2 separate regions of the Mus musculus genome follow, and region 2 is linked to region 1. Evidence: chromatin contacts called from public Hi-C data. All regions are on one chromosome and are shown on one strand. Each heading gives the region's core, a stretch centred on a gene start, on an enhancer-like site or on the middle of the called end of the contact. The rest is flanking DNA. Distances are from core to core; before and after follow the strand shown. Region 1 has its middle 9.5 kb from the start of Gm22307. Region 2 has its middle 63 kb from the start of Gm37323.

Region 1 (6,246 bases), core at 1,059-3,558:
AAGTGTCAGAAAAAGAAAAATCAAAATGCTGTTGCAGAAGATTTGTTTTAGAGGTGACCGTACATACTCAACATAAACAGTAAAGAAAAATAAAAAAAATAAAATAAATAAAAAACAAGCAAAACCATGTGGTATTGTGAGTCTTTTCTTAAGCTTTATAGTTTTTCTATTTTTCCATTTTACAAATCAAATTGTAGACTGCCACTGCACATGGACACTAGCTTACAGAAGCTGTAACTTAGAAGAATCTTTATTAATCATGATCATTACCAACATTCAACTGGAGTGGCTTTCATAAAGCACCAATGCTCATAGAAAAAGGAAAGAATTGTGAAAAATCACTTGTGCATCTGAGTTGCCAATAGGTGGCGCTAGCCATTAAGTCAGTATTACATTTGTTTTTACAATGTCCTAAGATTAATAACCTATAAAAATTCTCCCACTGAAAAGACAAACCACCTTCAGGAAAGACACAGATGAGCAGGATAAGATGGCTCCGTTTTCCTTCTCCCAATGCAGTTAGATTCAAACCCGTAGTCCTCAAAGACAGTTCAGCTGGCTGAAACAGGGACCTGATTACAGATTTGAGTTGTCCAAACATTCAAGAGAGGAGCCTTGGTCCTGTCTATGTTGTCTCTAGGGATCACTGATGCCATCACCTCCCACTCTTGGATCTACCTTTAAAAAATATCTGAGAAGCCGGGCGTGGTGGCGCACAGAGGCAGGCAGATTTCTGAATTCGAGGCCAGCCTGGTCTACAAAGAGAGTTCCAGGGCAGTCAGGGTTATACAGAGAAACCCTGTCTCGAAAAACCACAATAAATAAATAAATAAATAAATAAATAAATAAATAAATAAATAAATATCTGAGAAAAGTAGAGGATTATTTAATATTTTCTTTAATTTTTGCAAGAAAACAGATGGAATTTCAGAAGTGAAGGGTCTACTGGCTCCAGCCAGGTTGTTGCCAACAAAACATAAAGGATTAATAATGAGACAGAATTCAGTAACTTGTGTGCATCTCCTACATTGCTGTAATGGGTGTCAATCAGTCTTGCTGTCTGGGAATTTAAGTTATACAAATGAAGTGTGTGTGTGTGTGTGTGTGTGTGTGTACACTACTGATTTTTACATTGAGAACTTGAATAATTCCAAAATTGATGTACTTTTGCAACACACACTACATGTTAGAGTAATACCATAGACTGAACATAATGACTCTGCTTCATTTTTATTTGTGGTCTCATACTACAGAAGATGGCAGTTAGGCAAATAAACATCATGCTGTTATTTGGTATAAGCAAAGATGTAAATGGAACTTGGAAGACAAAATTAGAACTTGTAATAATATAATTTTTCATATTAGTTCAAACTGAAATTGTTTCATGCTATATGGAAATCCTTAATTTTTGTCTTTAGTAGCATGTATTTAAAATGGTGGATGGTGAATGTTAGCATGTACAATGAGAACCACCAGGATGAAGGGATGCTCTTTCTGGGCACTGGCAATATCTAGAAAACCTCTTACTGACTCTGCACAGAGCACTGAGCGCTCACTCCTCAATGATGTTGTTGCAGAGAGACTTAAGTTTTCTACGGGAATTTCATTAAACATAGCCTAATTCAGTTGTCTTCCACAGTGTTCCCAGGGTGAGCAGTTTGAGTCTGTTAAGCTGTAAAGCCAATGACCCTGTGTTTCCCAATGCATCTCATGTGTGCCTTCAACTCTTTATAGCTTTGAATAAACTTAGGATCAGATGAGAAATGTCCTAGTGCACCGAGCACAACATTGAACACAGCAGTTCATGAAACCTCGCCTTTTTCCTACATGCAGTTTTGTGAATGTACATTGCAGGACTAAAGCTTGCAGGTTTTTCAAAGCAAAGACAACTTTCTTCACCCACCTTGCAGTGTCTGCTGTGACAGATCGTGTCAGATCGATACTGCTGTCCTCTCCTGTCCAGCTAAGTGCAGTTTCTCCACAAGCACCACCACTTCCCTGCCTTTGAAACAATATCAGGGAGATCACCCTGTGACGGAAAGTGCACTAGCAGTTAACATCCCTAAACAGGAAAAAAGTGCATGTGATGAGAAAAAACGTTTTGCATAAGTCCAATAAAGAACTTATCTTCAGAAATCGCCCCCGCCAATCAGCAAAGTACAGGTTTCATGTTTCAGATTAACTCAATTCCTGGCAAATACATGAGCTAACTTGCTTTAAAATGTCCCCTGCATTTACTTGCAGTCATATTTAGCAACTTACTGAGCATTCATTGGATGAGAAGTGTAGTTTGACTCTTACCTCACTGTGCTCAGAACTGTGGTGAGACCAAGCGTATCTGCTTGAGGAACTTAAGACACAGGCATTGATTGGCATTGGTCTCGAGTCTCCTTTTGGATTTCACACAGCAACAGAACTTCCTCATGGGCTCTAAAGCAGAGTACATAGAACTTTGGAAAACTCAAATATGTTCTTGGAATATGTGTGGATTTGTTTTCTAATTTTGTAGTTTATGGATATGGGTTAAAAATCAACATAGATATTGTCTTGGTAACAATACTGCTTGCATGGCTTTCTTAGCTTTGTGTTTATACACAATGGCCCCAGCTAAACCACTTTAACACTCAAGAAGAGATAATGAAAAGGAAGGATGGTTACCTAGCATTCCCAGGCATCAGGCATCAGGAACTTCACTTTTCAAATGGCTTTTCAAATGGCTGTATCAATAATATGTATACAAGATAACTTACTACTTACAATGAAGTATGTTGAATAACTCTGTTCCAATATTGTGGGGATGAGTACCCAGGACCTCTCACACATTAGGCAAGTGAGCTTCATTTCTATTCCCTGAATATTTTTGTTTTGTTTTGTTTTTTGACACTTGTATCGTAGGCATGTCTTGATCTCAACTGGCCCAAGTTGACTTTGAACTGCTGATCCTTCAGCCTCCACACCCTGATTACAGCATGAACCACTGGGCCTGGTTTTGAAGTAGTGAGGATTAAACCCAGGGCTGTGAGTATACAGCAACACTTAACAACTGAACTCCATCTCCAGCTTCCAGGAACAATGGTTTTGTTTGTGAAAGGCATGCTCTCTATGCCCTAATGAGTGTTCCTCTGGCACATGCATAAACAAGTCACAAGAGCTTTGTGTTACTGTGTTACTGCTTGGAGACAGGTCTTGCTGTGCAGCCAAGGCTGGCTTTCAAGCCTGAGATCCTCTTGTCTCAGGCCCCAGAGTGCAGCCACGTGCCAACACAACTGGCCAATTCAAGATCCAAAATCTTATTTCAAAGCCTTTGGGGCCTATCACAAAAACAATGAACTGCACATTCATATCTTAGAGAGGTCTGGTACACTACCCTGCAGGCAGACATTGAAATGTGAGCATAAATGGGAATCTTTTCACTCTTGAAAGTAAACAAAATGGAAAAGAGACCTTAACGTTCATTGTATCCCTGTCTGATAGGTTGTAAAATTGTTGTGCTTTTCAGGACTGGTTTGTTGTTTGTTTTAGAATTCTACTTGAGATATCATGAACCTACCAGAGGGTTCATTCAGCCCATATGGTCCTCACATCTGAAGTAGACTGTTATATGAATGCTCGTTAGCGTTCAGAGAAGAAGGCTTTTCATAGCAAGGAGGAATAGAAAGTATGACTTTTCATTGTCTTGATATGTGCTTATGCATTTAGCAGGACTTAGCCCAAGAGGTATGAGGCTGGCTGAGGGAAAGGGCACAGCTGTCACCTCCTGCCAGTCAAAAAAGCTACTGATGTTTAGGGACAGGAACCTCCACCAGCGGGTGACCCTGGAGTGCAGGTCAATAGGCTCAGGCAGATGAACAAAGGTCCAAGCTTGTTACTCCAGGAGGATCGAGATACTGTGGGAGCCATAGCACATTGACTTTTGAAAAAGCAATGTCTAGGTTAGAATAACAGATTCTGAGTAGCCACAAATATGGTTAGGCTGAGTTTTCCCTATGGTTTTAGGTCCTAGAATTGTAGAGAAGGAATAGTGGACTTGTGCATTTCTCCCACTAGCTAGTTATATTCCTCAGAATTCAGTCCTCTGTGAACTGTCAAGTGATTTATCTATAGCAGCACCTCTGCTTTTAAACTGCCCTAAGCAAGCAGTCCTACAGTGGAAGCTGTAGCAGTCAACTCTGGGTAATTTATGTAACAGTGGAATTGGTCAGGGCAGAGGAGCCAGCAAGAGTGGATAAGTATCATTGCACAGTCAATGATGGCATAAGGTTGAAACTGTAGAATTCCACATTTTAGCCCTACTGCATGTTACAAGTGTCCCAGGGGAAATTGCCCTGAGCCTCTCCTCTTTAAAGAGGTAGTCTCTCTAGTGAGATCTTTTGACACCAACACTGGGCCTTCTATGCAGTTGTGCAAACACCACCGTCTAACCCAACCCAGTAAATCTTCAAATCATTCTGTTAGCGTCAACCACCATTCAAGGGAGTGCCTTCACAAAGGCTGACACATCAGCAGGAGAATGAATAACTCTAGTGGGAGCCCTCCCAGGGAGGGCCAACCCAGGTGCAGAAAGAGCCCAGAAAGGTTAACCCAGGACACATCTCACTTCCCTCCCTCCTTTGCTTCCTTGCAGCCCCCACTCATTAAGTCCATAACACTGAGGCTAGGCAAACTTCTTCAGGCTAGGAAGGCTATGGATTAAGAGAAGAGCAGGAAGTGAACAGAACTGTAATATGAGTGTATGGAATTCTCAAAGGATAAATAAAAATATATTTTAAACATTCTCTAAAAAGAGGTATGTGACAAGTACATTAATGGGACCCTTGTTTTCAATAGGATCCCCCATCAGAGACAGCTATAGAATGTGAATACACCAGCCCTAGGATGAATTCTCTACTGTATTAGCTATTTTCTCTTAGAATTCAGGTCATTGCCAGCCTGACCCAGCCAAAGTGCACTACTCAGGCTCTGGGTTATAAGATTTCTGAGACCAGAGAGGCTTCTCTTGATCCTTGTAACATGGATCAATGTATAGGTGTCCAGGAGGTCTAAGTGGGAGTGACAGTAGGGAGGATTAAGAGATGCCAAGGGCAGAACCCATTGAAAGCCTCAGAAGAATGATAGGAACCAGAAGCAGGGAGGAAGATAGATGAGATGGGCAATCTAATACTCATGGGGAGAAGACACTAGGAGGAGAATAGTTCTGCCTCTCAATGGATAGATTCCTGTTGAGAGCCCTTCCCCCATCCCTTGAAAGTACTGGGAAAGCACTAGGAGGAGGAATGTTGATCTAGTAAGATCCTGCCAAGATGACAAGGAGCCAGACGCCATGCAGAACAAGTACTGAGTAAGTACTGAGTGCCAGGTGGGCTATTTGCTCTGTTGAGTGTCTCTAAACCAGCCAAATGGGAATAGCACTGTACAAGACAGTTAATCACGTCCCCAAATGAACCAGCAATCAGGAAGCTGCTGCTTAAAGATGTGCCCCGAATCCTAGACCCTGCAAGGTTATCAAGAACACCTCTTCCAGCTACTCTGGAAATGTCTTCCCTCACCCCTGTCTAATAAGCTTCAACTTGATCTTTAGCTCCACAGGCTCCAGCGTCCCTTCCTGTCCTCCTCTGCTCGCCAGAAATTTCAGTCTCCATAACTCATGAGTGCATGAACTTGCTCAGTTTGTCTCAAATATCCAGGGAGAGGGAACTACTTCATGTTCTCTCGGAGCACAGACCACAGCCTACATAGTTAGGTCTTTGAATAACTAATAATTTCAATACTTAGTGTAGTAGTTTAAGACTTTGATTGTGAGAGAAAAATCATGCTAGTTTTTAGTGAACAATGTAATAAAATGGTCCCTGTTATAAAAGGTGGGGGGCACTTAGGATCCTGACTTGGCAATTATGATGAGGTAAAGCATCAGAAAAAATGTTCCCCCAATTAGTTTGTTATATTGGTCATTTTATGGTTTAACAATACAGCCAAAGTCATTTTCTGTTTTGAAACAGTTTTTTTTGTTTGTTTGTTAATTTTATGTGTATGGGTATTTTGCCTGCATATACACCACATGTATGCAGTATGTGTGAAGGCCAGAATAGTGTGCCAGGTGCCCTGGAACTGGGGTTGCAGATGGTTACAAGTCATTATGTGGGTGCTGGGAATTGAGCCCTGGTCCTCTGGAAGAGCAGCCAGTATTCTTAACTGCTGAGCCAACCCTTCAGCCCCTGAAACAATGAAGAATGGTTTAAGCCAAATTTA
Region 2 (6,246 bases), core at 1,627-4,126, 150 kb after region 1:
TTTCGAGAAAAAGGTCACACACGGTTATGACAACTTGTCAGATCATCTTGCTAGAGAAAATAGAGCTTAGACAATGATAATAGGCTGGACCGCACCTGAGCAGGACTGCTCAGTTATGTGTATCTCCTGTCCTCTTGTTCACACCTAAACCTTACATTCAGACCCAGACTTGGATGGTGCATGGCGGGCGGGGGGAGAATGAGACGGTCACTGTTTCCTCTTTCCAATGTGACCACATTGAATATATCTTCATTTTCTTCTTCTCGCTCATATTTGATTCTTTAATTGGCATATTGAGGACAGGTGGAAAAACCTAGCTTGTTAAGCTATCTGAAGATGTCTGAGGACACGGAGCCATGGATACAGAGCCCACTCCACCTCACATCCTCCCTGCTCTCCAGATCAGCAGTACTCTTAACTTGAAAATAATTTTTAGGGCCAAGTTATCTGAATATTTTAGCATGGTGATACACTCTTTCCTTGGTCCACAATTCCCAATGGCTAACAAGGCTCAGAACCAAAATGAATGGTGTGATACACACCCTGGAGAGGGGAAACATTCTATTCCTCAACGTGAGCCTAACAAGACTAATAAGAGCAAGTTCATGCCTTGAATAGGGCAGCTGGTCAGCCAAGGAGTCCAAAACAGGACAACTACTGTCACAATAGCTGGAGATGGGACACCACAGGAATGGGCCAATTTTAAGTCATGCATGTGTTCTTTGTCTTACTCCTCAGAAAGGTTATCATGGAAAAGAAATTCTTATAGATTTATGTAAAATAATCCTTTTTGTTGTAGTTGTTGGCTTTGGTTTGTTTTTTTTTTTTAACACAATGTCTCACTATGTATTCCTTGCTGTCCTGAAACTCAATATTTATTTAGACCAAGCTGGCCTCAAACTCACAGAAATCTCCCTGCCTCTGCCTCCCAAATTTTGAGATTAAAGGTGTGTGTCACCATTCCTAGCCTGTAAAATAATTTTTAACAAAGACCTTCATTCCAGAAGAGATCAAACACTACAAATAGAGTAAAGCAAAATATAAACTTTAAAATAACATATCTATACATACATATATACACATATACATATATGTGTACATATATGTACATTATATGCACATATATACACATACATATATGATGTCCTAGGCAGGTGAATAGTGAAGAGACACTAACTGGCTGCTCTTGCTTCCTTTTTTGTTGTTGTTGTTGTTGTTGTTGCTTGTTATTGTTGTTTTTCAAGAGACAGTTTTTCTGTCTCTCAATTCTCACCTGCCACTGCCTCCAGAGCACTAGGACTAAAGGCATGTACCACCACCTGCTGGAATGAAAAGTGATCTCAACAAACAGGGTTCTTAACCCTTCCACCTTCCTCCAGGGAAGCCTGGCCCAGCCTTGCAGAACAGTCTCTGCCTGGAAGGCTGCCGGGAGTTTTCAAGGTCTGCACATCTTACACTAAATAGCCAGAGACCTGATGGCTCAAGTTCTCTAGCAATTTTTAGTCTGCACTACATGTTCAAAGCATGTCAGCTATTTCCTAAAACTAGCAGTTACTCACTTCACATGATAACAAAAATCTGAGCTAAAATATTGAATTATTTTTAATCCTTACAAGTCTTACTTGATGCCTACAGTGTTTCTGTTATATGAATTCTCTGAAGGGAGTGAAAGCCTGTTTGTTTTCTCCAGTGAGAAAACTGAGCTCAGGGAACCTTGTTCAGTAGGTGGGGTTACAGAAATAGGAAGCGCTCTACTCCCTCTTCAACATGGATTTAAAGTCCTACTTCAAAAATTAGAATTTTTTTTTTACATCAAAAGCCAAAAAGGAATACATTGATTTGTCAGACAGAAATGACCACAGAAGGAAATTTGAGACCATGGACTTTTGGGGTCAGAAAGTCCTGTGTTATCTGGGTGAGCTCTTGGAAGCCTGTGGTTTCTATGCATTGTCTTGGATGCATAGAAAAAGGAAAGAAGAAAAAAAGCAATGCTACCCTTTGTCAAAGAAACTGGGCCAAACCTAGAGATTTGGAGAAATCAATATACTTCAAAAGAATTGTTTCTAAGATAACACTATCCAACTTCAAAGAAGCAGTAGAAGACACTGATTTAGAATCCCCAAACTGCAAATGTGGTTTTCAGCCTAGGGGAGGAGGCAGCAGGTCACCCTGGCCAGGTGAGCGATGGAATGAAAGAATCTGGCTAACAGCCTGACTCACCGCTTCCTGGTTCCAGGAAAAAAAAATGGATTTTTGCAGCAAGCCATTCAGTTTGCTCAGTGATTCCAATACTGCTAGCAAGACCTTCCTAGGCAAGCTGTCTAACAGTGAGTTTCAAAGAATTAAGTAAACAGCACCAGAAAGGAAAAAAAGTACAAAGCAAAATTATTACTTCTTGGCCAGGGGGGGGAAAAATCCCACACCAAAAAGCAACTGACTGAATGGTCCACCCAGGGAGCACCCATGGGTATAGTACAATTGGTCATATGAAATACAAAATGAAACTAGGATTTCATATAGGGCTGAGTCCCAGGGTCTCTAATATCAGATTAAATGTCCTATTGCTCCTTGATAAGAAAGTCTTCACTTTAGAGTCTGATACACTGAAGGCCAGCCAAGTCCCTCAAAGCTCCTGCTGTTTTATCAGATCAGTTAGAATCCTTTTTTGATAAGATAAAGTACTCAGTATTTGCATGCTCCTACACAAATGCTGATATAATGGAAATTTTCCTTGTCTGTAGATTATAGCAAACAAACACATGCATGCAATGTGTGGTATCAGATTGGATTTTTGCAAGAAGGTAGTTGTAAATTTGGAAGCAATTGGCTGCCCTTTGACTAGTAGTACACAGTTAAAGCAACAGTTGACCAATGAAACAGTTGGCAGGATGTGTGCACACAATGATATCATTTTAGTAATAATAGTTACATCCTCATGTGGACACACAGAAAAATCATCACAAGAATATGCAAGATTGTGGCAGTCCCAGGAACAGGTGATGCCCTCACTGGTATTTCTGCTTTACTTTCTGATTCTCTACAGTGACCATGTGCAGTTTTCTGTATCTATAGCAAGTTACAGCTGACTGATCTAGCTGAAACCAGGCCACATTTTCCCCCTGAGGCTTTGAAGTTGAGACTTGTGAAACTACATTGGCTTCCTTCCAGGTTCAAAACTGTGACTTACTAACAGAAAACGCAACTTGGCTTCTGATAGCTGATGGATTGTCACCTCAAATTCATGGCCCTTGCCTCACCCCATGACAGCATAAAATGAATCTGACCCCAAGGGGACTGTGGAACACTGAGAACATTTTGGAAACATTCCCAGTTCTTGACACCACCCACATGAATACCTGGAAGCCCAGTGTTACTATAGTAACCCCCTAGGCCACAGCAAGCTAGCCCTGCAAACCTAACACATCCCACACTGGCATCTCATGCAACGAATTAAGGACCAAGAACAAAGCAGTGGTGACTGTCAGGTTTCCTAACCCTGAAGGTCAAAGACTAGGTTCCATGACAAGGGGACATGACTCCTACTGATTTATCTTTCCTCCATCCTGTAACTGGAAATCTCAAGAAGTTTGTTTCGTGACTATATATCAGTAATTTTGAGGTGGAGGTTTTTGTGGGGGCAAAATGTCCACAAATGTCCCTTCCACACCAAAGCAGACTTATAATCTTCAAATCCCAAAAGAAAGCAAGGAGAATGGTAAGGGCAGAGCCTGGGTTTACCAAGAATAAAGAGCGAGCAAAGTTCAAAGATTTGGGGAAAATCAAAACAGGCAACTACCCAATGGTATTAACTTAAATAAACCAAATGTGGGGTTAAAAAAGCTTGTGGATATTAAAGGTTACATCATCATCAGTCAACTTCAGCCTCCTGGGACAACGCACAATGTGAGTAAAACTGCCTTTCATCATAAATCGTTCTTACCCACCCCGAATCCCAGGGAGAACTGACAAACAGCCTGCCTGTGAGAGGAAAGGCAGATGACTCCTTCAACTTCGAGGTAGGAGCAAAACATTAACCCAGTGCAACCACAACAATCTAGGCAGGATGAAGGGCAGAGAAAGGAGGAGCTCTTCAAAGAGCCTGGAGAGTGGGTTTCACCAGATTTAATATTCTGATGTTTTAATAATATACAACATCTCACAAAGTGACTGGTGTAACTAGCTTTATAGGGGCTCTCTGGATCCATTTGAGAATAAATGCACAAATAAACAAAAGACACCATCACCCCCCCAAAAAATTATCTTGATTACAGGTACACTGTGTTTGTGGGTTCTCTGTTGCTATATTGCTTTTTATTCCTGAAAGTAATTAACCAGATGCATCAGGGTATTAATGTCTTAGGTCCTTGATTTGGGGTGGGGTCCTCTTTAAGTAACTAAATATCAGAGCTTTAAGGGATCTGAGCGTCTTCTTTCACAGAGGGTCCAATGAGGCCCTAGAAATCCCAGGAATTCTCCTGGGGGAGCTATGTCTACTTATTCTAGGAGGGGCAGTAATGACATACCAAAGGAATCGTTCTACCCAAGTCTACCTCGAGGAACCAATGGCTTATTGGACTTACTGGTAGACTTAAATGAAAACTGCGGTTTTTAAAGGTAATAGACCCTGGGGGGAAAAATTCTCCCTAAATTTCTATCAAGATTTTTTTCTCCATCAGTTTTATTGGGGTCATTATTTCAAGGTTCATTAAACGTAAAGCAGAAGTAACACATATTTCTGTTAGTTACAAACTTGGATGAAAAAGTTTTATATTACTTTCTCCTATCCATATTCATGGAAAATGTGTAATAAATGGTAAACTTATAATGTTAGTTATATTTCTGGTGATTTATTCTTTAGGAATAAGCCATGTACTTATTAAGCAACTTTGTAAGTTCTTGACCAATCAAATAAGGTATGCTTATAAAATAGTTCAATTTCTATTATACAATTATTCAAAACTGTCAAAATAAGGCAGTCATCTATCACCCTTTAGCCCATTTTGTACAACACTTGAGCCAGTAGTCACTCAAAGGAAACTCAAGTAGAAAATCCACAACAATGCGAGTCAAACACATTTACAACAATGGTAACATCCCCCAAAGTGGCAACATTGCTTCCTGCTGAGAATGTAGGGCTCCAGGAACTGATTGTGGCTGGTGAACTCACATCACCATTTAGAAGCCAGTTTGATGGTTTCTCACAAAGCTGAACATAATCGTATATGGTTCCATACTGAGATCCTAGACATTTAGCCAATTTACCTGAAAACTTGTCCACAGGCAAACACTGTAACTATTGCAAAATGCTGAAATATTTAAAACAGAATAAAGCCCTATGCCATGGAATATTACTCAGAAAGAAAAGAAGATAAACTACAAATGAGAAAAGACATGGATGAGTCTTGAGTGCATTTTCCTTGAAAGAATCCAGTCTGAGCTGCTGTATTGTGTTTGCTCTCAATTATTTGATATTATGAGAAAGGCCAAAGTACAAAATTGCCGAGAGTTTGGAGGAAAACACTAAACAGACAATCCACAGGATGGAGGAGGAGTTTGTTTGTTTGTTTGTTTGCTTGCTTGTTTACTTGCTTGCTTGCTTGCTTTATTTTGAGTTTTGTAGGGTTAAATTTTGCTTTTTTTTTTTTGTTTTTGAGACAAGCTTACTATACAGTCCTGGTTGGTCAGGAACTCTCCATGCAGACCAGGCTATTCTCAAACACACAGAAGTCAGTCTGCTTCTGCCTCCCATGTGCTGGGGTTAAAGGCATATGGTATTATATGTCTTTATTGGGAGGTTGTTTTAGTATGGTGGAACTCTTCTGTGTATCATAATTATAAGCAGTATGCAGTTTCTGAAACTCATAGAACTTTGTAGCATACAGGATGATCTTTAACACATTTTTTAAAAATTAAAACTATTTAGGGGTAGGGTTTCCCAGAATAAAATGCAGACTGAGATAAGGAGTCCAACTGTCACAAATGGAATGCAACTATCTTACTGGGGTGGGGGAGATAAAAGCAAAGACTCGGTAACTTTGAGAATGAGTAGCGCCTCCGATTTAAAGTGGAATGCTACTTGATAATGTTGTTTCCCATGGGAGTATGGGTCAACAATGTCGAGACAACACTACTAGAACAGAACAATGAAGTAAATGGATGGAAGCTGATGGGAGCCACATTTCTTACTGTTAGAGGGAGGGTTTACAGTTAATCAAGCAAAGATTGAGCCGATCCATACGATAATGG

Evidence for each region. Hi-C and Micro-C count contacts between places; a contact is called where the count stands out from the background.
Region 2: a contact with region 1 is called in a Hi-C map of uterus, with 5 times the contacts expected there. The contact joins two enhancer-like sites. A contact is called at or near these places in 5 of 39 promoter capture datasets (cranial neural crest, embryonic stem cells, frontonasal cranial neural crest and 1 more), 1 of 15 datasets of contacts at CTCF or cohesin (pro-B cells), 20 of 484 Hi-C or Micro-C datasets (the HPC-7 cell line, brain, embryonic stem cells and 6 more) and 5 of 115 datasets of contacts at active chromatin or transcription factors (cardiomyocytes, differentiating embryonic stem cells, embryonic stem cells and 2 more).

What each region holds. Positions count from the first base shown.
Region 1 is chr1:4,516,378-4,522,623 of GRCm38.p6, forward strand. No RefSeq gene overlaps it. Among named protein-coding and RNA genes, the nearest start is that of Gm22307, 9.5 kb to the right of the region's middle. Within about 2 kb of position 2,309, at least 4 of the 459 cell types and tissues checked have an H3K27ac peak or open chromatin away from gene starts, as enhancers often do. A contact at or near this core is called in uterus, where this site is marked.
Region 2 is chr1:4,668,580-4,674,825 of GRCm38.p6, forward strand. No RefSeq gene overlaps it. Among named protein-coding and RNA genes, the nearest start is that of Gm37323, 63 kb to the left of the region's middle. Within about 2 kb of position 2,877, at least 27 of the 459 cell types and tissues checked have an H3K27ac peak or open chromatin away from gene starts, as enhancers often do. A contact at or near this core is called in uterus, where this site is marked.